Linked DNA regions of Gossypium hirsutum: region 2 is linked to region 1. A link is a contact called in public Hi-C data. All regions are on one chromosome and are shown on one strand. The core of a region is the stretch at or near the end of the contact, and the rest is flanking DNA. Distances in the headings are between cores, read along the strand shown.

Region 1 (7,598 bases), core at 878-3,377:
AAAAACTGTTTACGTATGGAGATGAATGTGAACTAAAAACTTGAATCTAATCTATTTGTAGCTCTATCTATGATTCAAAAAAAAAAAATACATTAAAGGAATAACAGGGCAGTCATCCCGAAATATGAAAGACGGGGTGTGGTGAGAGAATCCACTACGTAGTTTGCTTGCAGTTGACTTTGCCGGGAATCTTGAAAGAAGTTTTGCTGTGGGTTCCGTGGTGTCTGCCACAAAAGGTATCCAATCCATTCGTGCAAAGACGAAAAAAAAAAAAAAAGGAAAGAAAAGAAAAGAGGCAAATGATAGTGGGAGAGAGAATTGAGGCAGAAAAATGATATAACGCTAAGGTCATAATTTGATACTACTAATTTTATCAGCTTAAGCCTTCCATTTGAACTGACTTCTAATCCTGCAATATTTGAAACTTGTAGGCCATGAATTTCACTATTTGTTCTTAGCAAAGCAAAAAAGACAACGTTTAGGCTTCCTTTTTTTTTTTTGTTCCAAGTAGCACCCTCAAAGCTCAATCAATCACATCCCTAATAAAACAAATGAATATACAGAAATGATATACCAACAAAATTGAGGTCTGGCCTTTGGAAATCAAATATTCAATGAGTCAAACGGGTTTGGACAGCTTTTCTAAAGAAAGGGAAAACAAAATCCACTCCAACTCGCAAACCGTTTGTAATGAAACAAGTCAGAAATGAGCTGAGAGCAAAGGCAAAAAGATAAAGTAAATTATGTTTTCACGTGTAAAATTGGGACTGCCCCGGGGTATGTATTCTTTCTTATTTTATCCATAGATTTTCAACTTTTAACTCCTCCTTCCCTTGCTTATAAAGTTGAGTTCTCAGATTCCCTTACCAAACTTGAAGAAGCCTGACTATGAGGCCCATGAAACACACTGTCTCCTGTTGGCTCGTGTGTCTTGCGAGCTTTTTCTACGGTGTGGAGGCATTACAAACGCCGTGTTTTTTACAAACTCTCTTGCTTCTAAAGCAAGTTATAAATGGAAACAGAGGTATCCCTAAGTCAAAAAGATGCCCACTAATTCGCCGGTGTCTATAATCTTTAAGGGATTAAAGGTATTGAAAATAATCATTTGATAATCAGTTTGATTTGATTCCTAACATGGCTACAACCTAGGTCATAAAAAATGGGTCATCTTGTAAGAGAAAAAACTAGAATTGTTCTGTATGTACAAGTTAGATGTATTTTAATCAAAGTCACAATAATAACGAATGAACTCTGTAGAGATTTAAGATCTAGTTTAATTGATATCTATTTTACATTTATTTATATGTTTGTCAAATATCTAAAAATGTATTTAAAAGTGGTAACTTATAGTGGTCCAAAGAGAATAATTCCGGATTATGTTCTCATGGTGCAGCTTATATATAGTGGATTGTGACAATTCCATCGAAAGGGTCTTCAAATATCTATATCTCAACTTTCCAAACCAAGGCGAAAAGACTAATTTTCTTGCGGGGCTTTCAAGAGTTAAGAGACAAACAAGCAAAGTTAAGTTGGACATAAGGCCTGGAAAAGTTTTAAGAGTAATTTAGAGTCAAGATCTCTCATTTCATGTTTGTTGGGAGTTGGGACAATATAAAATTGTACTAACCATAAATCATGGCATTAACAAATTGTGAACTAGGTTAAGCTAGGCTCCAATTTATGTCCATTTGACAAAGATAATTGACAATTGTAACAAAGATCTCAAGCAAGAAATGTTAGGAGAAGACAACAATTCACGTGGCCGGGCCTTCCATTGTGTATGCATGGGGATTCATGAAGGGTGGGCAGTGATGGCACAAGGGACCCCTCTCGAATGTCTGTCTCCGATACCTCCAAATAATTAAAAACCCAACTTTCCTAGTTCATATTATCCTCAGTTAAGTCATTGAGGCGCCATTAATGTTTGATGTTTGACAAGCTATGAGAATTTATTATAAATCGCAATATGCCCCTCTAAATGAAAGCTAAACCTATATTAAAATCCCCACTCATCTCTTCACAAGGTGATGATACAATTGTAATTTTGTACATTTGATGATGTCCTAAACAATGGGTCCTTTCAGTCACCTCAAGCTAACAAACCCCTTATCTTCCAAATCTAAGTGGATCCCACTCCTTAAGATCATGGGTCCTATCAATGGCCGCCATGCCCATAGTTTGACCATACAAGATCCAAATGGGCTTCTCTTTTTTCCCTCTTTGAATAATCCTTTTTTATTTTTATTTATGAAGATAAATAAAAGTATAAGGTAATGGCCTAATGGACCTTTAACAAAACCCAAAACTCTCTTAGTCTTAGCTTAGAGAATGGGAAATGGAAGAGCTTCTCCTTGCCATATGAAAACCAAAAAAAAAAAAAAAAAAGAAAAAGAGTCGCTCAAAGTCAATAAAATGATTGATGGGTAATTGAAGCCTGGAGAAATGTTCTTCCTGATCAGCAGCTCATTCACCCACCAATTGTTGTTTCATCAAAATGGAAAACGATGTGCAATCAACTTATAAACCTCTTTAAGTCTTAAGCACACAGGCTAAGATATGGGACAAGACCCCATTAGTTTTCCATTTTGCAACCATGAAAGTGGGGACTAATGACAAAAACTACTGTACGAAAAAAAAGAAGATTTTCTTCCATACATATCAGCAAGGCAAAGTTTAGGAATCTGATGTCGTTGGAGGTGGAAATAAAATTATAAAATAATTTAAATTTAATTATTAATAATTGAGAGGAACAAAAATTCATGTAAGACTTACGATAGCATGTATTGAATTTTGACGTTTGAATATTTTGCTAATGAAAGAACATCACGCATTATTGATGTCATTCCTTAGGTTTTAGTTCATTAAGAATAATCTTAGTTACTAATATCAAATATATACCATAATATAGAAGTACTCCCCAAGTTTTAATATGCGTCAATTTGATTTCATTCTTTGAAGAACAAGCAACGAAATATGTTGTTCTAGAGGGTAATTTAGTTATTTGATATGTAAGAAATGAGAAAAAGAGGAAAGAAAAGAAGAAGAAGATCTATTTGTATATTTGGAATTCTGTACCTCTATTTTTTAAATTTAAAAATTCAAATCCAGTTATTAGTACCGTTAAAATTCTTCTATTAAATTTGTTGGTGTGACCTTCTAATTTTTTTTTTAAAAACAAAGTATTCACTCAATAATCATGTGTCACAAAAAAATAACATTGTAATGGACTTGAATTTAACAAAAAATTTAACGATATTAACAATTTTTAAAATTTACATTTGATAGTTTAATTAGAATAAAATATTTAGACTAACTAATGACATTATAAATGTCGAAGTACCAAATTATATTAAAAATTAAAATTTAAAGATCAAATCTCAAATTTGAACATAGACCAAAATTAAAATTTAATATTTTTACATAATTAAAAAATAAAAGATTCAGAATTAAAATTTAACTATTTTGTTAATAATGTAAAAAATAGCAATGACAAGTGTGAAAGGCCATCTTTTTTGTATATGGTAGTATAGATATTGATTCATCAAGAGTAACTATCATCATCCTTAAACCCTAATCATTAACATCAATGTCTAATTCAAAAATCATGAATGAAAATATTTAAAAAATGGTTAAACCTTAAAATTGATTGATAACATATTTAATTGAAGGGTAAGGATCATTTATTCAATTTCTCCCGAATTTCAAGTACTCTATATAATTTTGAAATCATACGCATAAAATCTTCACTACGAACTTGTGCCAACTCATGAAATGGAGATTTAAAATTATGCTAATACTCGATTAAAATATAGTGAAAGCATGTTAGTGAGATTATTATTAATTTGACTAATTATGAACTAATAAGGCGATATTTTCTGAAACATCGAACAAGTCTAAACTAGCTCATCATTGGCCTAACTCTACACTTATATAATTATCAACACTTTGCTGGAACACCGACTTCAAAAACATTTCAAAATTTCATATATTTTATTGCACTTGCGGCAGTTTTCTGTTAACCTGGCAGAGTTGATTACAGTTTTTTTCTGTGTCAGATGAATCTGCATGTGCCATGTTATGATATCAACTTTCTTTTGATTCCCTATAGGAGATTTGAGAATACATAAAATTAAATCATAATCAAGTAATTACAATCATACCTGGAATCATAGTTAAGAACTGCACCATTTGTTGTAGGAATGATGTGCCATGATGATAACAGCTTGTAGTTTGAGAAAGAATGAAATAAAAAGTTATCTAAAACACTTGGATTTAGCCATGCCAATGACTTTAAAATATAATCCAATTACCTTTTTTTACATTGGAAATTGATTCCAACATTCACTATTCAATATCACCAATTATAAATTTGTTTCAAGTTGAATGTCTTATATTTGGGTATAAAAAAAATATGGTAAAAGTATTATGGAGTCTTTTATAATAAGAGTAAAATTGTATTTTATCTCATGAGCAGATTAGTCTCTGTATATTAGATTAAAGAGTAAATCGGTTCTTTTGTTAAAAATTTTATCATTTTTACTGTTAAAAGTTGATCCATATATGCCAACATGAGGTACATGTGACATACCACTTATCATTGTTTGGTTATTTTGTTTGTCGTACCAATTTTGAACAGTAAAAATAGATGAATTTTTCAACAACAAAAAAATTAATTTGCTCTTTTACATATTGCACAGGGACTAAATTATCTATTTTTTTAGTAGAGGGAGCAAAATGCAACATGATACCTGATATAGGACCTCCATAATATTTTTAACAATATTTATATAATGGTGAAGCTATTTAGACCAAAGGGGTAAAATAGGTTGAAGCATCCCATGTTGGGAGAAAGCAAGTGGGCTATAGTTTCACATGGGATCTAAACAACAAACATCGAATCTGTGTATATAAAAACTGAAATGCCCTCCCACCCCCAGGAGGAAGACAAATCCTGTGGAAATAACTTTGTGCGTCATTCATATCAGGATTGTTAAGTAAATAAATGTCTGAAAGTCCAGATATTTTAGCAGCTCCTTTTTCGGCGTGCAATGAGGGCCGAGGCTAAGCTCTCTCAGGGCCAGGGGCCGGTCTGATCACCAACACCACCCACATTAATTTCGTTTGCATTTCAAACAAGGCTCACACTCTTCATGCATCTCTTTCTTTGACATGTGCATTATTGTTATATTGTAATTATAATTATAGCTATTCGTATAAGGCAAATTTATGACGGCCATGCATGCACGGGCTTTTCCTAACATGCCTATGTAACCGAAAAGCCAGACATCTGACAAGTCTCCTAATCCAAGGCTTTTCCATTATCATCTTCTAAATAAAATAGAAATAAAAATCTTTACATTTGTAATTTACTTCTTGGCCTTCTCTTACAGTCGCACTCAAACTAAAAGAAGCCTTAGAAATTCAAAGGGAGCTTTGTCAAACCGCAAAGCCTTGACCACTAATCTATTTGATAAAAAAAACAAACAAAATTTATAATTCACAATCACTACTTAGTTGCCCATTGAAATTATGTACACATGTATTGTCAATCTATCCAATGTTCTAGACAATGAATTTGTGATTTCAACCCTTACTTTAATCATATCAGACAATCTAATCAATTTCATACGGAAGGTCTTATTATGTTCTAGGTCTTTCTACTTTTGTCATATTTAAAAATTAGTCTTTTTATACTTTTAATCTCGATAATTTAGTCTCTTTACAACATTTTCTTAATAATTGGAGTTCAATTGATAACACTGTCAAAAGAATTTCGTTAAATTAAATTACGTGGTATTTTTTAAAATTAAAAATTTAGTCACTAGCCAATATTGCATGCTTGAAAGGTCAAATAAGCAAATAGGTTTTTGGGAGTTTGTTAAGTTTTGGAGGTTGAACTATGGTGCATTTTTGAGGGCGTGACTCTTTTATTGGAATAGGGATTTGATAGAGTGTTGATTAATATAGATAGCATGGAAGCAGTTCAGATTATTCAAGAGAATAACTTAAGGGACTCGAATTCAGCTTTGATCAGGCGAATCCACTAGCTACTGGGAAAAATAGTTTAATGGCGTGTCCAACATGTGTCTAGAGAAAAAAATAAAATTATAAATTATCTTGCGAAAATGGATCATAGCAACAAGAACGTTTTACAATTGTTCGAACAACCTCTTATAGGTGTTTTGGTTTACGTTTTTGTGACCCCTATGTTTTTGTTTTCTTTTCACCAAAAAAGCAAATAAAAATGGTAAGTCTAGGACTGCAAGTTTTTTTTATTCTAAATATGATATTGTAAGATTCTTCAGCATTTATATTTTTTGCTTACATGGCATGCATGAGACTCTAAAATGGCCACTTGACTAGCTTCTTAAAAATGCTAAATTATTCAATTTAATCATTTTATTTTATAGTATTATCATCAATTGACATTTAATTCATGTATCAAAAGATGAGATATTTAAGTTTTAAATAAAAAAAGTAAAGAAATTTATTGATATGAGATACAACAAGGGAGGAGATAATGGTGGTGACAAAGAGGTCGGTTCATCTTGATAGGAGAAGAGCTGAAGCGAGAGAAATTACGAGAAGAGAGTTTAAGGTGGGTAGGTGAGATTATGTGCTAGGTTGGATGCCTTAAGGTCGTTGGAAGGGAAAGAAGATCCCCTTATCATCATGTGTTGGGGCATATATAGGGGAAAATCCCTAGTGTGAAGTCGTCGACAACTTCAAAATATCACGAATGTGTGGTCGGCCGGGTGGTAAGGCCATTACACCTTGTTGTTGTTAAGCGTAATATTGTCATGGCATTCCCTTTCCTGAAGTAGTACAATATTGTTAGCTTTAATAGTCCCATCTTAAAAAATAAGTATGTACCCACTTTTAATGGAGGGTCCGCTATTTAACAGGCAACCTAATGGAAGATGAAGTACTGGTGGTGCAAGTTGGAGGATAGTCCAAAAATACTTCTTAAATTGATTCGCGTGATGCCACATCTCTAGATCAAGATAGAGGTATAACAAAATTAATATTTTAAAATAAAAATACATGCAGTAAATGTCAAATATGCAAATAGTATAGAAACTACAGCATAATTAGATCTTAATTGAATGGGGTATCGGGGATTGCACGGAAGCCGATAGTAAGTTGGCATCTGAGTGTTGGGGATGAAAATTTGGTGTTAAGGTATATACAATAATATTCGAAATTGAAAAAGCAATTATTAATCGATTTTAATTAGGAAACAGATTTTGTGGACATGAAGTAGTAGTACGTAAAACTGTGGTTGAGATTGGGATGTTGATCCAGCTTGCTATCTGCGTTGTGTCTGTCGAGTGGAGTGGAGGAAGTGGTCCACTATAGACTTCAAATCACTGATATTATTTTCACCTACCAAAATCCTCTATGCTTTGAATACCCGCACCATTTTCCTCTCATTGCTTTCTCGCTTCCCATTTTGCATTGCACACATATCTTTTTTGTTATAGGCCAATTTTGGGCCCATTCACATTAAACCCCATAAGCCCATTTACATTACAATACCCGGAGCCCAATAAGATAAACCCAATAAGATAAACCCAATTACCTATTTACCCCTTTTA
Region 2 (6,923 bases), core at 2,331-4,830, 130 kb after region 1:
GATAAGAAAAAGTTGATCAAGATGCTAATTAAATCAGAATATTTGTGGTAATTAATCTTTAGTTGTTTTTTCCCACACCGAAATTTGATAGTAGAAAATGAAGGAGAGATAGAAATTGGTATTGCTGGACCCATGTGAGGTGCATGGATGAAACATGCTCCGAATTTTGATCCCCTTTGAAAACACCAACAAAATCATTACTTCTCCCACTAAAGCATACATGATATTTCTCCCAATATGCTAAAATCCTCTTTACTATTTTTTTAATGGTTTGACAATGGCTTTTTTAAGAAAAATAAAACAAGCAACTACTTTTTGCACTTATTACCTCACATTGAGCTTTTAGAGCTTCTTCATATTTCACTCAAAAATTTAATTTTTTTGACTAATTTAATTCTTAAATACATTTCAAAAAATTTAAAATCACTTAATTGAATATGTTTATAAAAAGAATCATTAAAAATGGCAAGTAAATGAAGTAGAAAATCATTAATTTGCTTTTCATCACAACATTATACTATTTTTAAATAAAAATTAAATCATAATAATTTAAAATAAATTCTTTTATTATTAGTTTTGGATATTTTTAAAACATTTTTTTAATATTTTTATAATTTATTTTTTAAAATATAAAATTTACATTTATCAAACAATTATAGTTATATTCAGCCCTTAAAAAGTAAATACCAAGAAATTGTTATAACTTTTTTTCTCAATAAAAATTTATATAATTTAAATTCAATATTAAAAATTCAGTACTTAATTTCTTAGATTATCAAACAAAACTTTAGTTTGATTCAACAAAATTTATTTATATAATCAACATTCTTTATAATAGTCTCATTGCCTACCTAATTTGTGGATATTATATAGAGGTGATTGTTATACACTTATAATAATATTTGAAATTTAGGTAAGATTTTAATTTTTTTTATTTTCAAATTAAAAAATCATATCGTAGCTTTAATAAAATTTACTAATATAATATAATCTATTAAAGATGATTTTTTATTTAATAAAATATTTTTAATAATTTTTTATGTAAATTTAAATATTTTGTTAAAATAATATTACGAGTTCTATTTCACTTAATAACAAAACTAATTTTACTAAAATTTAAAACAAAGTACTATGGAAAAATGTTAGCCTGAAACAATTGTTGAGACACACAAGCAAAGTGCTTGGAAGAAGTGGTTAAGGGAGTGGGCACTTCTTCAAACACTATGAAGCAAAGAATAAAAGAAGGATAGCAAAGTTTATTTACATAGTTCGGTTTCCTTACATTAACGGGGTCTAGCTCAGTGAAAATAATCCACTACCCTCAAACAATTACAACCAGTGAACTTAAATCTATTATATCTCCTGACAATTTCTCACTCTTGTACCTTTGAAAACTAGATTTCTCACCACTAAATTCTCCCCCTAAGAACTTAGTTTGTAAAACCACAACACAAAGGTTTTACAATCAGAAATTCACTCTCACAAATAATGTTCCTCATTTTAACATATTAGTACTCTTTATATTCCGTACATCAACCTAAACAATCTCTCAATTATATAGACTATTTTAAGACTTGCAAACATAAAGAAGATCTATCATAATCACTATTTAACAATAACTAAATAAGTTGAATACAATATAATAATCACAAACAAGGTAAACAAGAATTATTGGTAGCTAAGTCTTCAGTGATTCGATCCGATCTAACTACCTTGATCCAAGGGATTAGATAAACATGATCCGATCCTCCATATATGTTTTTTAAGTGATATAATCTTCAATGATGAAGAAGATGTATTCCACAATATTAACACAATCCAAAAATTTAATTCAATAAATTACCAATAACTCTAATATGCAAATAATCTAATATATTGAAAATTGGTCAAGAAATGGATAGTCCCTCAAACATTTTTTCAGCCTTCTCATATTTTTCAACAATAAAAATTACGTGGATTTTACTGGTCAAAATGTAGAGTCACTTAGCTCAAAGGGAGATGGAAAGGAGAGGCAAAAGTATTGAGTAATGACTAAAGAGGGATTAACTTGGGATGGATTTTCTTTTTTATTTTTCTTTTGAAGTGAGCAAAGAAATAGTGGAAGATGTGCTGGATGAGTAGCGAGGGCCAAGCTCATAACCCTCACCAAGCCGACAAATCCCCGTTTGAACGGGTCTTCGTGGGTGTTTCCTGTGGTGGCTCCGCACCACCATTGCCACCCTCACCACCTTCTTTAAGTACTTTAATTTGGATAAATTAATTATGACAGCTTTTCTTATAGATTTAGTGATATGTTCTTAGCAAGCTATTAACTTATACAAGGTTGTGGCAAATTTGTGGGTGAAAACAAAAAACTTAGGTGATAAAAAAATTAAATGAGGTTATAGTTGAAATGTTAAATATTATGGTGTTTTAAATTTAGATTTTATTATGGGTATATTTTTTAAAATTTTATATAAAAGTAATTAAAAGAACACATAATCATAGTAATATTTGTTACTTTATAAAAAGAATATTAAATTTTTAATATTTTCTGATTAAGATAGGATCACCAACACTTAAAAATAATAATATAAATTTTAATTGAAATCTGTCCACACCTTTTTCCTATCAAAATTAGGATATCTAGCGAAGACTATTAATATTTATTGATATTTTTTTTTACATTTATTCTTTGTAAAAAGGCTGAAATAAATATAAATTCTATTTTTTTCCCTAACAGAAGTAAATGAAATTTCGAGGAGGATGGTTTTGTTTTAATGAATTGTGAAGATAATGGAGAGCGGGCCACAATGGGCCACACAAGGAAGCCATCCGATTAAAGGGCCACACAATGAGTTGAGCCGTCCAAGTTTCAGGTTATTACTTGTACGTTTACGTTTGGTTTATCAAAATGTTTTTAATTAATGCATTTTCTATTTATTTTATAAATTTTTATTTAACCTTCTGGATGATATTTTATTTTTATATATTTTTTAGATTTCAGTTATCGTTCTATAACTATGGATGAATTTGATGTAACTATATTTTTACTCTTATTATATAAAAGGAACCCAAATACCAACGAGTTGAAGCTTGAATACGATTAAACTGAATCAAGTTCGAATTTTAATTTACATAAAAAATATTGATTAATAAGTTTAATAGAACTTCAACTTTAATCACTCAATTAAATCTTAAATCGAACTTTAACTTATAAATTAATATCTGATCAAATCTCAAATTATTCAAATTCAATTCTAAGTTACAACTATAATCATGATTACGTTTAAATTCTTAAAGAAAATATAGGTTGGGTTGGAGAGAGCATTATAGAAAAAATTATCGTCGTATCTTTACATAGGGGGACTTTGGTAAAGTGTTACCAGCAGAGCTGTAAGGAGCGTGCGTACAACGCCCCTTTTCACTGGACAAGTTGTGGAAATAATGATTGGCAGTTAAGCTGACGCGTTGGTGAGATAGAGTGGGAGATGGGGTTTCCTTTATATTGATTGGGTGGAGGGGTTGCTGAAGTCTCCATTGAATAGGAAAAAATGAATCCAGCATTACAATACAAAACACTACGGAATTTAATTGACCCCCTATATTTGGATTTGGATCTAAGCTTCAGCCTTCAGCTTAGGCAATACCAACAGCAGCAGTATTTCTTTAAAATAACGTAATTTAAGAGCATCGGAAACGAGAAGTTCAGAGATAGATATAAATAAATAAAATAATCCTGGCATGCACTGAGCCACCGTTTCATAAATGCAAGCAAGCACTTGACAGAGATGAATATAAGTTAGCTGTTGAAGTTGGCAAAGGGGCTCTGCTATAAAAAGCAAAGGGTGTAATGGTTTTGGTTAGGTTGAGTCTCACACTCATTTCTGATTAGAACAACGTCTCAGTCGCTTGGATCTCTAATTCTTTCCTCACCCACCCAAACCAACCCACACAATACCCCCAAGCATCGAATCCCAAGTGGATTTCACTCCCAATTCGGGGTTTAGTCACTCTCACCCTTTTCTTCCCCTTACTGTTGAGGTTAGGAGTTGAAAACACAAATAGTGAATACTGTATGATGAAATGTAACTGTATATCATTATATAAATAGCTAGTTGAATAGAAGCAAAAAGGGTCTTTTATTCAACCATTGTATACCTTCTTTTAAGTTGAGTTGGGTGAGTGGGGGGAGTGGAGGAGAGTGAGATATTTTCCTTTTCCCTTCTTTTAAGGTCTCGCCGTCTTTGGCTGATTCACTGCACTGATTTCATTTTTCATATATATATTTTCTTTCAGCTGAGGAAATTGGTGGCTGCATTAAAGTAAGGAGCTTTACTGTGGCAATTATTTCAGGAACCATATAAAACCCCTCTCTCTCTTTCTCTCTGCCAACTCTTGGGATGGAGAATTCATAAACTCTCACACTGCCCCCTCCTATATACCTTCTTTGGCTTTTCCTTTTTTTCCATCTGATACAATACTTTTATCAAAGTCTGTTCTTTTTCCATTCTTGAGAAGGAGAAAACAAATAAAGGTGATAGATCAACTCAAGCAAAGGACACTCTTTTAATCCCACTCATTCTTGGGTCATTGATAGATCTCTGCTTGATTTTCTACAATCCTTTTTTTTTCTTTACACGAAAGAGACAACTCAGAAACAAGGTTCGTTCAAAGTGGTAGTCAGGGTAGGGGGAAGTTTCTTTCTCTTTGGTTGGGATAGTGAAAAATGTCAATAACACTATTTCCTTTTTGTTCTCTATGGGATGGAAATTTTAGTTTATCTTTTTCTACGTATTGGAAGAGATTGCCGGGGTTTTGGATCTGGGGTGCTATTGACTTTCGTTATCTTGGGACTGATCCGTTTGATTATAAATATAGTTTTTCCTTTCTTTTTTTTTTTTGTCTCATTGATTGTCTTTTATATGTTCCAGATCTACCAGGATTTAGACATTGGCTTTAGAGAAAAACCAAGACAATGCTGCCTCAGAAGCAAGCTGAAGAAGCAATAGTCTCAAACTTAACCGAGATGGAGCTTGAAACCAGAGAAGAAGAGAAAGATGAAGAAGAACAACAATCATTGTTTAGTGTTAAAAGCCTCCTCTGGCATGGTGGCTCAGCTTGGGATGCCTGGTTCAGCTGCGCTTCCAATCAAGTACTCTTTTCCAACACAACCATTACTACGTTCAACCCATCATTTCCTTCTCTGCTCTTGAAGTGACTATCTTTTTATTTTTCCCTCTTCCCTAGGTGGCTCAAGTGCTGTTGACACTACCCTATTCTTTCTCTCAACTGGGTATGCTGTCGGGAATTCTGCTTCAGATATTCTATGGACTAATGGGAAGCTGGACTGCCTATATCATCAGTGTGCTCTATATAGAGTACAGAAGCAGGAAAGAGAAAGAGAACGTCAGCTTCAAGAACCATGTCATCCAGGTTCGTGTTGCTTTTTATTGCTTAGTTAGCAGAAGAACCCTAGGAAAAACAATCTCGAACGATCACTGTTGTTAACACTACACTGTTTTGGGATTGCAGTGGTTTGAAGTGCTTGATGGGCTGCTGGGTCCATACTGGAAGGCAGCTGGACTTGCCTTCAACTGTACCTTCCTCTTATTCGGATCTGTCATACAACTTATAGCTTGTGCAAGGTTAATATACGTAACCTATTCATCTTTCTTCTTCATTCAACGTCAAATTTAAGCTGATTCTGAAACTGGGTATCATTCTTTTTTAACCATTGCTGTTACTTGTATGATAACAGCAATATTTACTACATCAATGATAAATTGGACAAAAGAACATGGACCTATATTTTTGGAGCTTGCTGCGCAACCACAGTTTTCATTCCTTCCTTTCACAACTACCGTATTTGGTCTTTCCTAGGTCTTGGGATGACCACCTATACGGCCTGGTACTTGGCAATAGCTGCCTTTGTTCACGGTCAGGTAAGGAAAAAAAAAGAGTTAAAAACCAACAAATAAACGGCCATCGTCTTCCTCCACATGCAATGCTTTTTATTTCTCTCTTTACATATGATTCTCTTTTTGCTAATCAGGTTGACGGAGTTACGCACAGCGGTCCAAAAAAGTTAGTGCTCTACTTCACCGGAGCCACCAACATTCTATACACCTTTGGGGGACATGCTGTGACGGTGTAAGCCCTTTTTCCCCTTCAAAACTTATAAGAATAATACTTGATTTCACTCTATTCCATTTCTTCCTTTTTCTTTTGCTTCTACACGGCTTCTCTTTGCAGCTTTTGCCGGCAATCTTGGGGTTCGAGACCCAGACAAAATCATGCAAACTAAACTACTTTTGTTTACTCAGAAACGAACATTAAAATCTTTTCTCCATTTCTCTAGGGAAATTGAAATTGTATAATAGTCATATGTTCAACTGTTTGTGAATTGTTTTTCCATGTTACACCGTGATTCTGACCTTAATCTGGTCTAGTCTGGTCTAGTCTAGTCTAGTCTAGTCTAGTCTCCTTTGTCTTTACCTGTACCATAATTTCTCTATCATAGTATTATATTAGAAGAACTTTAAAGAAACGTTTTTGTAATTCCCCTACCTGTTACTTGAGCTGCCATCCAATGGCGTGAGGGTATTTAGGTAGTTTGAGTATATTTCCAAATAAGCTTCTTATAAATGACTATAACCTAATAATGAATGAACATCATTATTATTAATTACCCCATTTTTACACTTCCTTTTTTTTTTAATTTCTATGTAAGGAAATTCTAAGTAAAGGAATTTCTTTTTGTCCTTATCTTTTCAGGGAAATCATGCATGCAATGTGGAAGCCTCAAAAATTCAAGTACATATACTTATTGGCCACATTATATGTATTTACCTTAACCCTTCCATCCGCTTCTGCCGTCTACTGGGCATTCGGGGACGAGCTGCTCAACCATTCCAACGCCTTCTCTCTCCTCCCCAAGAATG

The links. Hi-C and Micro-C count contacts between places; a contact is called where the count stands out from the background.
Region 2: a contact with region 1 is called in a Hi-C map of hypocotyl, with 6 times the contacts expected there. The contact joins the promoter of LOC107930145 here to the enhancer-like site in region 1. A contact is called at or near these places in 13 of 34 Hi-C or Micro-C datasets (callus, hypocotyl, leaf and 1 more).

What each region holds. Positions count from the first base shown.
Region 1 is chrA04:76,567,499-76,575,096 of Gossypium_hirsutum_v2.1, forward strand. No RefSeq gene overlaps it. Among protein-coding and RNA genes, the nearest start is that of LOC107930127, 17 kb to the left of the region's middle. Within about 2 kb of position 2,128, at least 5 of the 9 cell types and tissues checked have an H3K27ac peak or open chromatin away from gene starts, as enhancers often do. A contact at or near this core is called in hypocotyl and leaf, where this site is marked.
Region 2 is chrA04:76,693,358-76,700,280 of Gossypium_hirsutum_v2.1, forward strand. It overlaps LOC107930145 (auxin transporter-like protein 2), which reads left to right and starts at 3,581. Exons shown (of 9, transcript XM_016861716.2): 1 at 3,581-4,023; 2 at 4,914-5,134; 3 at 5,230-5,415; 4 at 5,515-5,627; 5 at 5,741-5,924; 6 at 6,035-6,132; 7 at 6,757-6,923. The coding sequence starts at 4,958.